2 separate regions of the Muntiacus reevesi genome follow, and region 2 is linked to region 1. Evidence: chromatin contacts called from public Hi-C data. All regions are on one chromosome and are shown on one strand. Each heading gives the region's core, a stretch centred on a gene start, on an enhancer-like site or on the middle of the called end of the contact. The rest is flanking DNA. Distances are from core to core; before and after follow the strand shown.

The links. A called contact is a pair of places that touch in the nucleus more often than the background predicts.
Region 2: a contact with region 1 is called in a Hi-C map of blood, with 2.8 times the contacts expected there. The contact joins the promoter of FAAP20 here to the promoter of MORN1 in region 1. A contact is called at or near these places in 2 of 3 Hi-C or Micro-C datasets (blood and muscle).

Annotation. Positions count from the first base shown.
Region 1 is chr5:96,417,644-96,420,803 of mMunRee1.1, reverse strand. MORN1 (MORN repeat containing 1) reads right to left here and starts at 1,745. Exons shown (of 14, transcript XM_065936867.1): 1 at 1,621-1,745; 2 at 1,094-1,165; 3 at 165-263. The coding sequence starts at 1,729. RER1 (retention in endoplasmic reticulum sorting receptor 1) reads left to right here and starts at 1,963. Exons shown (of 8, transcript XM_065935918.1): 1 at 1,963-2,125.
Region 2 is chr5:96,558,196-96,561,355 of mMunRee1.1, reverse strand. It overlaps FAAP20 (FA core complex associated protein 20), which reads right to left and starts at 1,448. Exons shown (of 4, transcript XM_065935921.1): 1 at 1,343-1,448; 2 at 922-1,057; 3 at 525-832. The coding sequence starts at 1,404.

The DNA of each region.
Region 1 (3,160 bases), core at 496-2,995:
GGCAGCACCGGGGCTGTCCTGCCCCAGGCTGGCACAAGGCTGCTACGACACACCTTTGGGGAGCCAGGGGTCCTCAGGTTCTGGACACAAGTGCCTTCTGCATCCAGAAAGAAGGGGGCAGCTCACAGCAGGGTGGGTTCAGGAGGAAGGGCTGGAAAGCTGACCTGTCAGTGCCCAGTGCCGACAGCCCTCTCCTGTGATCTCTCCGTCCACAAAGTCGCCTTCGTAGTAACTCCCATCTTTAAACAGCAGCTTCCCCTGACCTGGTGAAAGACATCTTGATGTCAGGCTGTGGCTGGGAGTGACCGCTGAGGCCTGTGTGCAGCTGGGCTCGTTTCTCAGGGAGAAGAGCAGGTCGCAAGGTCTTTGTATTTGCTTCTGTCCGGGCCATCAAAAGCTCAGGGATCCTGCCTCTAGATCTCCTCAGAGGGCACTTGATGGCCACCTTGCCTTTGTCAGCACAGGTGCAGAGGGATGTTGGGGGGAGAGAGAGAGAGAGAGAGAAAAGCATGGGGTGACACTGAAAAATATATTTTTAAAAGAAGGGACCACTTTGTCCAGGTCAGGAAGATTTCAGCACAAAAGGGAGAAACACCCATGTGGCAAAAACACTACCATAAAAGTCAAAAGTCTCAAAATACACTGGTAGCCAATTGATAAAGAAATAGTTCATGAGAAAATACTGGAAGATCAATCCTCTGGCAGAAAAATAGGCAGAGGCTTCGAGCAGACAGAACCCCAAACTGGCATAAAACTGTGATGGTAAACTTTGGAAAGTCCAGGTCTGCCTCTGGGGTGGACGCCAGGGGACTCTCACTTGCTATTTGTTCTCCTTGCTGTTTAGATTTTTTTTATAAAAATGGTCAGGCTCTTCATATTCAAGGAAAAAATAAAGACAGTTTTCATCAGCACCAAGGCAGCTGAATGGGTCCCCCACTCTGCAGGAGATGGCCCCTCATGGGTATGAGTGAGGGCCTGGTGCAGCTGGCATGAGTAAGGGCCTGGTGTGGTGGGCACTCACGTGGCCCCAGCTCCTCTGGGATGTGTGCTGTTAGTGGAATGGCTACAGCAAGAGGCCATAGCCTGTCCTTACCGTGTTTCTTGCCTCCTCTCCATTCTCCTTCATATCGAAAGAAAGAATTTGGATAAACGTAGACACCATAACCTGAAGGTTGAAAGGACACCCAGGTGAGCACCAGGTACAGATGACGTGGCTGACGACCAGCACGCACATTCCAGATGTCTGTCTTGACCTCTTAGTGAGCCTCACCCACACTGCTCCCCAAAGGCTGTTTGGGTCACAGTGCTCCCTGTTCATCCATTTATACAGCAGACATGCTGAGCGCCCAACCCGTGCAGAGGCGCCCGCCCCGCCAACCTGGGTCTGGAGAGGTCCTCAGTTCCTCCCAACTGGGTCTCCAGGCCCCAGCCGGTTCTGCTATTCGGGGCCTGGGACCCCGCCCATACCATGGGCACCCAAACACCTGAGTTGGGGACGACAAAGCTCCCAGGGGTGCAAGCTGGGTTCGTAGTGAAGGTGCGGGAATGCTCAGCGAGTGCCCGGACCTGTCCGCCTCCCTCCCTTCCCGGCGGAGGCCCGGTAGTGTAGTCGGCCATTACCGTCCCGCGGTGGCCTCCCTGGAAGCTCCCGGCGCGGCATGCAGGTGGTCGCGCGCCCCTCACTGGCGGACGCCATCTTGCCGCTAGAGGTTTCCATTAGCAACCGCATAGTTCTTCTCTACTGGCTCGTTGGTTGTGAAGGGGCGTGGCCTCTAGTCAGTCCTTGGGCGTTACCAAGTTCTGGAGCTGAACTATCTGGGCCGGGAGCCAGAGGACTCGAATGCGCTTGCGCAGCACGGCGAATTTCCGCCGCTTATGTCTCTTCCGCCGACGTGACAGCCCAGCCAACGGCCTGGGCCCTCGCACCGGAAGCGGAAATGGTTGGAGGCTCTCGGCCCCGCCTCGGCGGCCATCTTGGAAGCCCGGGAGGCGGTGCCGCGCAGGACTGAGCGGAAGTGCTCGGTCTCCCCTTCCCGGACCTAGCGAAACGCCGGCGCGGCAGCCCACCCGCGTCCTCTTTCCCGCGGCCCCCGGGAGACCGCGCTCGGCCGCAGTGGACCGCGAGGTGCTGGCGGGCGGGGCGGGGGTCAGGCGGGCGCCATGGTCCTGAGGGGCGCGCGTGAGGCTGGGGCCGGGCCGGACCCCAGGGGTCGCCGCGGTGACCGGCCCCAGTCCCCTGGTAGCGCCTCCTGGGAGGGGTCGGCTGCCTGCCCGGGGCCGTGGGACTTCGGTGTCCTCGCCGATCCAGGGTGGCCTGCGGGATTTGGGTAGGAAACGCCGCGGTGGACTTGGGTCTCTCGGGGTCGAGTCCTGGCCCTTCTGCAAACCGAAGCTCCCGAGCGCTCGGGCTGACCCGCCCGACGGCGCCCCGCCTGTCCCACAGCTGCCTCCGGAAACCTGCCCCAGGCACCTGGGCCTGGGAGCGTCCCGGGGCGCCTGCTACTTGGTCGGGTTGGTCTCACTCCCGGAGATGTGTAAGGTGGCGCACTCCTCGTAGGTGAATATAGGGCCCCCAGGTCTTGGTGGTGCAGGTGTGGTGGAGACGGGAAGGTGGTCATGCCCAGGGAAAGGAGCCAGCCGTGATCCCTGACCGAGCACTCGGGTGGATGAGGTCTGGAAGGGTTTTTCAGCGAAGGGAACAGCATCGGAGGATGAAAGTGTGGGAAATTACCAGTCTCGGGACCCAGGGGAAAGGGTCGGGGGAATGAGGGTAGACATAGAGGGTGCCAGGCAGGACTGTCCTCTGTGTGGGATGCGTCTGTGTGGGGACAGCTTCACAGACAGGTGCAGTGATGACTGATACTCTGCACACAGACTCGCAGAAGTGATACTACTGGTCTCTGTTTGGAACAGTTTGATCTTGCTTTTTTCTTTGTTTCCTTTGTGGCTGAGCCTGAGTCAGTGACATCTGACAGAGAACTTAACCCACTGCTAGCTCTGTCCCGGGCCTGGTGGATATCGGACCGGCAGCGGAGGGACAAGGCTCCCTCTCCAGGAGCTTGCATTCTAGTAGGAGGAAATAGAGAAATGAGGCAGAAAGCAGTCAGAAGTGATTGTCCAACAAAATAGAACAGGGTGATGTGATCTGAGTGACAGGCGC
Region 2 (3,160 bases), core at 199-2,698, 140 kb before region 1:
CTTTACAAAATGCATATATGTTGGATTTCTTAAACAAAAAAAAGGCATCTCTAGACACTGAAACAAAGTCTTCATTTCTAAAACTGGCAGTCCACCCACGGGGAAGGTTGCCAGAGGAACCATAACAAAAAACTGCTCTGTGACCCACAGCCCAAACTGGCCCTGGAGGCAGTCTCACCAGAGGATGCCAGTCACCACCAAGTTCCCGGATGTCAGTGTGGACCCCATTAGAGCCAGAGCCTCCCTGCCCTCCCACTGTAGGGGCCACGTCTGGGAGGCTGCAGCCTGTCAGCAGGGCCCCAGGCCGGTGTACCTGCAGGGGGACCTTCAAACCCAGCCCTGTGCCCTCTGGCTGATCAGCACCACCTCTGCACTTTGCCAACTTTCTATGCATGAAATTTCACTTTAAAAAGTCAAAGTTGAGCTCAAGTACCCTAGCCTTCAGAAATTGCCTGTGGTTTCCAAACAGGGCAGGGGCCACAGGGGTGGCAGTGGAGGGGAGGGAGGCCCAGGGGGCCACTCACCCGGGGGAGAAGTCGACTTGGCACATGGGACAGCTCTGCAGGGTTGTCGCCGTGTCCGCCGACGGCTGTCGCTGGGAGGGCTGCTCCTCCAACGGCTGCTCCTCAGCGCTGGGGGTTCCGCGGAGCTGGGGCGCTGGGTGTTCTTGGGGGGACCCCGTGCGCCCCCGGGCCGCACTGAGCACAAGATCGGGGCCGCCCGAGTCCCCGCCTCGCCCCGGCGGGGGCGGCGGGAAAGGCGTCCAGAAGAAAGTCTCGGTTCCCACGGTGAATCTTTCCGGGGGCGGGCGCTCAGGGGTGCGACTGGGCTCCTGCAAGAAGAGATCGTCGGACCGCGCCCGCCTGCCCGCCCTGGCCCAGCTGGAGACCCGGGGCCACGCGGGGGCCACTGCACACGCACCTGGCCGGGGAAGGCGGGCAGCGGCGGCAGCTCGCCGTCCACGTTCAGGTCTGCGCTTGCGATGCGCAGCAACTGAGTCCACAGCTTCTCGCACTCGCCGCCGTCCGGGAGGGACCCGTGGGGATTGCTCGGAGGTCTGGGGCGGCGAGGGTGGGCATAATAACTCAGCGCGGGGGAAGCGGGGAGCGAAGCCCTCGGGGAACCGAAAGGAGGACTCAGCGGGGAGAGACTAGGGGTGCAGCTCTGCAGCCGGGAGGGAGTGGGGTGGGAGGAGGGCTGACGGGGCGGGTTCGAGGCGGGTTCCAGGGAGCACGTGGGGACGTGACACCCGGCTACCACTTGGCCGGGGACACGAGGCCCCACCCGGGACGCTTCCCGCCCCCAGGTCCGCGCCGTCCCCAGCCCCAGCCCCCGACCTCACCTGGCCCTCGAGGGTGGCTTCCGACGGCTCAGACTCAGCCGCGACCTCCGCGTAGCCTCCATCCGCCCAGACGCCGCGCGTCCGGCGGAAATGAGCGGCCGGCGCGCCAGACCCCGCCCCCGACACAGACCCCGCCCACAACAAGACACACCCCCAGGACCCCGCCCCGGGCAGCCCCGCCCAGATAAGACAGGTCCCAGGGGCCCCCTCTTCAATGACCCAGCACCACCCAAAGACCTCTGTGGACCCAAACTCTCACTCCCACCGGGGCGCTGGACTCGACCCCCAGACTGTGAGGTGACCTCCCTCTTGTGGCAGTATCGGAGGGAGGTAGACGGAGGCCAGGGTTGCTCCTTCCCTCGCGATGGCAGGACTGAGGTCGCGAGGCTGCCTTGCCCTGAGGGAGACATTTTCCAGCTGAGCCAGGGGTTGCCGACCTCACCCCTTAGGCCCGGGTCTGCAGAGACCTCCGAGGAGGAGGAACTGGGCAGGAAGGCGGCCGGGGGCCCTGGCGTCCCCACCCGCCGCTGGTCCTGACTCTGCCTCCTTCCTCTGCCTGGACAATCCTGAGCCTGGGAGATCGTTTCCAGGACGTCCGCGTTTCCTTACAGGAGGCAGGAGCCTAGTTTCCTTAATTAAGAGACGGAGAAGTGAGAAGACCAGGACCCGGGTCCTCGGAGGGCCTGCGAGGGGCTTCCTGGACACCGTGGGCCCTGGGCGCTCTCTGAGCCAGCGACCTTGCAATCCGCCGCTTGGTGGCAGCAGATGCCCAGCCACCCTTGTCCGTTCCGCTGGTGCAGTCGGTGCCCTGGTGTCCCATCAGGGCTGAGAGGTGCAGGGGGTACTGGGTGGCAGCCGGCTCCTCTCCAGGCCACAGGCAGATGCTGCCGTGGTCATGAGCTCTCTCTGGCTCCCCTCCAGCCCCACAGCTTCGGGGACTCTGTTCTGCACCCCATTCTGCAGGAGCTACCATAGCCTCCTCACCTCCGCCCCTCTTCACATCACAGACTGCCTTTTCCAACTCGGGTCTGTGGCACGCTCCAGCCCCTGGGCATCCCAGTCCCCAAGCTGAGGCCACCCAAGTGACCTCCATCCAGCTGCCACGCAGACCTCCAGAGCAGAGTGGACTCTCCTGGGCCAGGGACTGGTCTAGAAGCTGAAGACGCCTGGGGGAGCGAATGAGACAGAGCTCTCACCTGGAGCCTGCCAGCTCCTGGGAGACAGCCTGTGCGTGTCTAAACAAGGGTACTGCTGCAGTGGGTGGTCTCGGGGCCCCAGAGGAGGTGACCTGCCACTTTCCCAGGTGAGAGAAGCCCACGTGAGGGGATTCACAGGCGGACCTGGAATGTCTCGGGGACTGGTTGACTGAGGACCCCCATATGGCTCGCGTCTGTGATCCCCAGCCACAGCCCCACTACCCTCTCCCTGGCTTCAGTCTCCACTCCTTCAGAGCTGTTCCCAGAAGCGTCACTGCATATCTGCATGCCCTCCTGGAGACTCCCAGGAGGAATACCAGTCCTCCCCAAGGCAAGCAGGACCTACCAGGCCTCAGACAGCCAGCCTGTGCCCAGCTCTCAGGGCATGCTGGGAAGCTGTGTGGAGACATCTCTGTGAGCAGCTGATCCCCACAACAGGAACCCTGGGGTCTTCAGCGTCCCAGCCACTTCCTCTAAGGACCTCACACCGCCAGCTCCCAGACCCAGGAAAGGTAGCTTGAGGAAGGAGCCAGGAGGGTCTCAGGTGGACCCAAGACAACAGGGAGGCCTGAGGGCAGATGCCCCAAGGAGGTGCAGGTCCTGGGGGCTGCCAGGGGCTGGC